Regions from separate parts of the Drosophila melanogaster genome. Here region 2 is linked to region 1. A link is a contact called in public HiChIP or PLAC-seq data. All regions are on one chromosome and are shown on one strand. The core of a region is the stretch at or near the end of the contact, and the rest is flanking DNA. Distances in the headings are between cores, read along the strand shown.

Region 1 (3,843 bases), core at 597-3,096:
GTTATGAATTTTCATATATTTATTTACCATTTTTTTTTTTTTTTAATTTTTGAGATGGTCAAGATCGCAGGTGAAGGAATAATAACTATCAGAGGGTAATGTGACTTCGAGACCAGCCCTTTTCTTCGGTTTCTTGCTGAATTGTGCACGGCAAAAACAATTACAATTTCGCAAACAAAGATAATTTGCGAATGAGATCGACGACACGACACAATGGCACTTTACAACAACAAGAAGAACAACACGACAAATGGGGCGGGTATGGGGGTCTGTCAAGAAAACCTGAATTTCGAAATGGAAGGGCTAAAAAAAAGGTGAAAAATCAGAAATCAGAAGCTTCTTTCCAATTCCAGAAGTCAAAACGCTAATCGGTAATCGACAATTGCTTATCGGTCATCGACAGTTTTCGCGTTTTCAAATTGTTTGTGGCTGGCAATACAAGGTGAATTGTAAAAAAAAAAAATTAATAAGTGCGAGCAAAAAATGCGATCACATAGCAAACAAAGCTGCAAATCAAGCGAAACAAACACGTCGCCCTCTTAACAAGATATAACCGGGTTAAGCACAATAATATATCTTTTAATATAAATACTTATTCATATACGATAGTAAAACTGATAAAAGATAATTTTCAAGAGAATCTGTTAAGATTGTGAACCAAAGTCTGTGCATTCAATTTCCAGCTAAAACCAAACAACGAAAGACAAAAAGAACAGATTGCTAATTAAAATTTATGGGTGTCATAATTTTCCGACAATTAAAAGTCTCATTTTACAGCAAGAAATATTGATTTGGTCAGCAGTACCATGTGAAAAAATATTACTGATATATTGCAAAACAACCATTTTAGATTTCCATGTGCCATAGCTTTGGCTTTCAGCTATAACTTGTTTTAAACAATATAAGCTTATTTTGCATTACACGTTTAATTAAATTGGGACAGCATAAATTTTTGATAATTACAAGCACCTTTTCCAAAATCGAAAGTAAATCAGCACCTGCCGTTTAATAATTCACTTTGGTGAGCAATATTTATTTTTTGCCAACTCCGCGCTTTTTTAAAGAAAATTTTGTAACCGTAAAACACCAATATAACAATCCATTGCATTCATAGTAATTTCCATTTTAAAACATTGTTAATTTACGGAAAGAATAGTTTAGGAAACTTTTAATACAGTAAGTTGACTTAGTAGCAGAAGAATAAACTTTAATATTAAATATTTCTTTAACAAAGTTAAAAACTTTGCTATCTTCCTTACAACCTATGTTAACCACAGTGACAACAATGATCTATGAGTAAGCGTAAAGTTTGCTTAATACATTATATTATAGTTTTGATATTATACTTTCATAAATTAGTATGGTTGGGTAAATGGTTGTAATTAATATATTGAAAAATGTAAGATCTTATGACTGACATGTGACCACAATAGAGTTAAGTTTAAGTTCTTTTTTAATATAGTTTAACTATTAAGCTATTACTCCATGGTTTCATATATCTTGTGGAGTAAAGTGCTGTTAACATGTTCTGTAAACATATGATACAACTTTCCTTAACTCTTCGACCATTGTGCTGTTAAGTTAAAAATACCTCTTAATATACTTTTATTATTGATAAATAGTTTAGATTCATATACATATCTTGTGGCGCAAAGAACTTTTAACATTATCCATCAACTGAATGGAGAGTTTTCAGTAGGAGTGTGACCACTGTGCGCCATCGTTTCGCATCTCGTAATTTTGCTTGTGTTGTTGCTGTTGTTGTTGCTGCTGCTATTATCGCAGCGAGTTGTTGCTGCCGGCGACGATCTTCGTTTTGTCGGCGGCTTCAGTTCAGTTCAGTTTAGTTCGAGTTCGCACTCGGCCACAAACGGTCGGTCGGTCGGTCGGTTGTTCGTTCGTTCGTTCGCTGAAGGAGAATTGTGGAGAAGAAATTGAACCCGTAATCTTCGGAATCCGTAAAGCCGTAGTCCCGTAGTCGTAAGGCGATCGCGAGAATTGAAATTGTGCTGCAACTCAAGTAAAATAATATTGTGTCGCACAAGATCACTGCGTGTCGCGCTCAATTAAATACACATCTTTTTTTTTATATTTTTCCCCCGGTCTTTATTTATTTTTTTTTGTTTAATTTTTTTTATTTGCGCTACAACGTTGTTATTTATATTTAATTGTTTTGTAACAACAACAACAACAGCAGCCGAGTTAAGTGCGAAAAGTGAAGTGAAGTTTGTCGGCGAGTGAGTGCGAGTGCGCACAAAAATTGGAGCAGGTTCCAGAGATCTTGAGATCTTCAGAACTAGAGATTCCCAGTTCCTAGGCTCCCGGGTTGCGACTTTTGGCGGCATTGGCGTTCCCCTGGTAATTTAATTGAAAGTGATGATCGTAGCCCATCCATAAAGCCACTTACCGGTAGTTCCCCCATCCTTTCACAAGTTCAAGTTCACCGACCACGCGGACTCCTTTTTTCGCTCTTCCACCCGCTCTCTCTTCTCACTCTATCTCTCTTGATCGCTTGCCCTTCTTTCACTCGAAGAAAATACAGTGCACACTCGAGATGGTGAATTTGGATTGGCCATTAATTGCTCCCAGTTTGGGTTATCATACTAAATCTTTGTACAATATCTTTGGAAAAAGATTAAAACCTAACTTTAAATAAATAGTAATAATTACTGCTGTACAACTATTCTTTTTTTTTTCTGAGTGAAAAGCTCTTTTGTCTTTCTCGCCAAAAGTGCGTTGGATTTCTTTACATTGTGCCTGGTTCTCTTCGGTTTACACACTCGGTACATTGCACCCTTGGTCCCTGTTTCCTTTAGTGTCGTCTTTCGCTTTCAATGCATTTTGACAGTGGATTGCTAATCGGCCAGGTATTCGCAGGCCACCTTATAGCACCTACCATATATACCCATCGTACATCTACATACCATTCATACATACAATCGCATTCGCATTCGTATATTCGCATTCGCATTCCTGTCGCCGTTGTCATTTCCTCACCTCATCGGGCACCGCCCTCTTGCTTTCACGCACCTGATGATAAACGGCTCAAATTTTGATAATGTGTACGGATTGTGCTGCAAATTGCTCAAATGGCTAATCAGCTGTTGCTAGCACATATGTATAACCCCCTATACTCCATATCTTTCCAATGAAATCGGCGGGAAATTGGCTTTGTCTCGAGTCTTATCGCATGCCAAAAAAAAAAAACGAAAAATCAAAAGGCAAAAACCCAAAACTTAAGTCTGAGCTCCAAGTCTAAACCAAAACCGCAACATCATCTCAATATTTCCTTAACCACAAGTGCACAGAGCAAACAAGGTCTACTATTACTATTGACTAATTAGGCATTCTTAAGATATAAAAATATATAAATAGAGCAAAATGGTATAACAATTATAATCTATATTATCTAACATAATATCCAAAACCGTGGTGTGCGTGAAACGTGCCCTAATTTTCGCTCTGTGTGCGTGCATCAGCGGATTGCTGATAAGTGGAGAATGTTTATTGTCATTACCTGTGTCCCACTACCTGTACATTCCCCTACCCTGCGGTACTACCCCTCCGGTCGATATGGTATTCCTCATGCAATTTGCGGTTGTCACAGCTATTAGGTTTAGATAGTCCACTGTAGCGGTCTTATCAATGGGTTGCTTTCGCTGGTCAGTCAGTCAGCCAGGTATCTCTGTACGTACGTATGTTTGCCATGCCAGTATTATGATAGCGATCGTCAGTGGTTTACTTCGCTAATGATCCTCGTCGCTCAGCATGGGAACATCGCATCTGTATATGCCCACTAATCCCACTCGTATATTTTGGCTTTTTTGGCTTATCGCGATGGTC
Region 2 (3,688 bases), core at 478-2,977, 260 kb before region 1:
TTAGCAAATAGGTTCAGGAAGTCGAGAAAAATTTTTCCAGAAGTTGGCAGCAGTTTGTGTGAATGCAAAAAATACATCGCACATAGTTTTTTGCCCTCAAGACAGTTTTCTCAGTAATAACAACAGCACCCACACAAACACACAACACCACTCAGCTAAAAACGTGCTGAAATTCGCATATCTTTTTGTTGCATACGTTTTTGAGTGAATATTAGTAAGATGCCCAAACGCGGCGGTGGCAGTAGCCAGCGGTACAACAACAACGTTGGAAATGGCGGCGGACGTTACAACGCTCCCGAGGATTTCGATGATTTTGGTCAGTACACGGGAGTGCAAGAAAATGAACCCTCCAGTAACCTAAATATAATGTATTCCTATAGATGTGGAGGATCGCCAGCGACGCAAGGATCGAAACAAGCGGCGCGTCAGCTTTAAGCCCTCCCAATGTCTACATAACAAAAAGGACATCAAGCTGCGACCCGAAGATTTGCGTCGATGGGACGAGGATGATGACATGAGCGACATGACCACGGCCGTTAAGGTGCCCACCAACCCCACATGTTATCCCTATGCACATTTCTAATCTAATGTATAATTAATTCCAACAGGATAGACCCACCTCCCGACGTCGGGGATCGCCCATTCCGCGCGGCAAGTTCGGCAAACTGATGCCCAACAGCTTTGGCTGGTACCAAGTCACGGTGAGTTTGGACTACCATGTCATATAGATATCATAGCCGCAATGGCCCAGACCAAAATCATGTGATTTAATAGTAGTTTTATTACTAAGCTAAAGAAGCAAAAGCATTCAGTCCTCCAGCACCTGTTAGATTTATAACGTTCGCCATTATACAAATTAATCGACTGTTCTACTGGATGGCTCTTCTTATGCGAAGTACATATATGTTAAATGTAGTTTTAAGTATTTAGATTACTAACGTCACATAAAACTTCCAGAAGTTTGCTCCAGTGCTCTACTAATTTCCCGCCCCTACATAGAACTACAAACCCCAGACTGGTCCATATAGATACCAGATTTACGACAGCAGTCATAGAACTATTTTTGGTCTCCAAGAACATCATGTGATTCGTCTGATGGCTTTTTTTTTTTGTTATTGGCAAAAGATCGCGTTGAGGGAGCAAAGTATCCGGCAAGAATCGCATAAGTTACAGCGAAATGTTGAGACTTATTTGTTTATTTGTACACTGCTTCCAAAGCTCCAATGCCGACTTGCCGACTGGGCTCTTTGTGTTTATTAATTAATTTCCCTCGTAAAAATCGTAAAGCAAACAAGCCAAAGTTGGGCCGGGGGGATACCAGCTCTACACAGCTAACGACAATCGGGTACTACAATTACAATTGCAATCCGACGAGCGGGCAAATAAATATTTATGGATGGCTAAACACAGTCGTCCACAGTACCAGCCACAAGTGTTTGTCGGCACGAGCTAAAAGTGCAATGAAGTCGAGCCTTTGGTGGTTTGACAGTTGCCATGACCCTCACCTAAATGGTTTCCCATTTTAAGGGCTTGCGGGCCTGCGGTTGGGTTATCCTTCGCCTGGTTGTCACCCTATCCAGCCGCACGTGGTGCAACACAACAGGTCGCTATCTCTCGACGGGGTCGTAAATGCCATAGTAAAATGCCCAATGCTGACTCTCCACCAACAAAAGCTTGCGGTTTCATTCCGTTTGGGCCTTTATTTCATCGACGGCCGGCAGACGGTGAAGACGTGTTCCAACGTCCGACGCCCCATAGAATATATCGCTTGAATCTCAAGAGGCCCGATTAGGGGCAACTTATCAGTTTGGAGTGATTAGATGTGCGACTAGGGTTCCGTCGGGAAAATCAGCCTAACACGTGCCCCACTTAAAACCCGGCATCTGCAATGGCTACTTTGGGCGCCTGGGACTACACGATCCTGGCGGTGGTGCTGATCATCTCCGTTGCGATTGGCATCTACTACCGTTTCGTGGGCGGCAAGCAGAGCACCACCACCGAATATCTTCTGGCGGATCGTTCCATGAACGTGGCGCCTGTGGCCTTTAGCCTGATGGCCAGTTTCATGTCGGCCGTCACCATATTGGGCGTATCCATGGAGAACTACCAGTACGGTACAATGTTCGTCGTGATCAATCTGTCGTATGTGTTGTCCACGCCGGTGGCCGCCTACCTCATCATTCCGGTCTTCTATCGCCTAAAGACGGCCAGTGTGTACGAGTATCTGGAACTGCGGTTTGGCTATGCCACCCGATTGGCCGCCTCGCTGAGCTTCTCGCTCCAGATGGTCCTATACATGGGCATTGTGGTCTATGCGCCGGCTCTGGCCCTGGAAGCTGTCACTGGACTGAGCCAGGTCTTCTCCATCGTAATTGTTGGAGTCGTGTGCACGTTCTATGCGACGCTCGGCGGAATGAAGGCCGTACTCATCACGGACATCTATCAGTCGCTCCTCATGTTCGCCGCTGTCTTCAGTGTAATCATCTGTGCCTGGGTGAAGGCGGGCAGCTTGGAGGTGATATGGCGCGTGGCGCAGGAAAACGGACGCATCAATCTGACCAACTTCAGTGTGGATCCAACGGAACGTCACACTTGGTTCACCCAGATTTTAGGCGGATGTGCCACCTATTTGGCCATCTATGGTGTGAATCAAACGCAGGTCCAGCGCCTGATGGCGGTGAAGAGTTTGAGTGCCGCTCGAGCGGCCCTGTGGTGGTGCCTGCCCATTCTGTGCCTGCTTAGTCTGAGCACCTGTTTCTCCGGTCTGTGCATCTACTGGTACTACCGCGACTGTGACCCGCTGCTGGAGGGTAGAGTCAACTCGCGCGATCAAGTGATGCCGCTCTTTGTCGTGGACACGATGGGCGAATACACCGGTTTGGCTGGCCTCTTCGTTTCGGGAATCTTTTGCGCCAGCCTCTCCACGATTAGTTCGATAATCAGCTCGCTGGCAGCCGTCACCCTGGAGGATTACCTCAAGCCCTTGGTCAGCTGCTGTGCCAAACGCACGCTCACCGACCGTCAGACCTTGTGGTACTCCAAGCTGTTGTCCCTATTCTTCGGAGCCCTCTGCATTGGCATGGCCTTCATGGCGGGATCAATTGGCGGACTACTGCAGGCGGCACTGTCAATCTTCGGCATCATTGGAGGCCCTCTGCTGGGCCTCTTCACGCTGGGCATGTATGTGACCAAGGCGAATGAAAAGGGAGCCATTGGTGGGCTGCTCATATCGCTGGCGTTCTGCTTTTGGATCGGTTTCGGACAACCGAAGCCACCGCTGGTCAGCTTGGATATGTCCACGGCTGGATGTCCGGTGGACAGGAGCTTTGCCCGCGACATTTTCCTCAAGACTGTGATAGCGGTGGCCGAGGAAGAGCATTACTTTTACCTGTACAGGATTAGCTACATGTGGTACGCTGCTTTGGGCTTCCTGATAACCTTCTTTGGCGGATGGCTGTTGTCCTGGCTGTTTGCCCTGCTGAAATGGGACAACAATCGACGCATCTACCAGGATGCGGACTGCACGCTAATCAAGCACGATCTCTTCGTGCCGCCGATAGCCAAACGTTTGCAACGGCGACAAATGCCGCTCCTGGTGGTCACCGGCACCAGTTCGGAGATTGGCGGCATCACGACAGAGAGCGCTACGGCGCCGCCGCGGCTGGACGAGATCGAGTGGGAGAAACAC

What was found. HiChIP or PLAC-seq counts read pairs in DNA pulled down with a chosen protein or histone mark.
Region 2: a Psq HiChIP or PLAC-seq map of the Kc167 cell line shows a contact between it and region 1, with 7 times the contacts expected there. The contact joins the promoter of CG32669 here to the promoter of spri in region 1. A contact is called at or near these places in 1 of 1 datasets of contacts at CTCF or cohesin (the Kc167 cell line), 8 of 107 Hi-C or Micro-C datasets (the D17-c3 cell line, the Kc167 cell line, the ML-DmBG3-c2 cell line and 1 more) and 2 of 6 datasets of contacts at active chromatin or transcription factors (both in the Kc167 cell line).

Annotation. Positions count from the first base shown.
Region 1 is chrX:10,583,425-10,587,267 of dm6, reverse strand. It overlaps spri (sprint), which reads left to right and starts at 1,846. Exons shown (of 11, transcript NM_001272487.1): 1 at 1,846-1,942; 2 at 2,195-2,358.
Region 2 is chrX:10,843,120-10,846,807 of dm6, reverse strand. CG32669 reads left to right here and starts at 1,727. Exons shown (of 1, transcript NM_167256.2): 1 at 1,727-3,688. The coding sequence starts at 1,889. It overlaps sbr (small bristles), which reads left to right. Exons shown (of 10, transcript NM_079921.3): 1 at 1-316; 2 at 381-541; 3 at 609-701. The coding sequence starts at 220.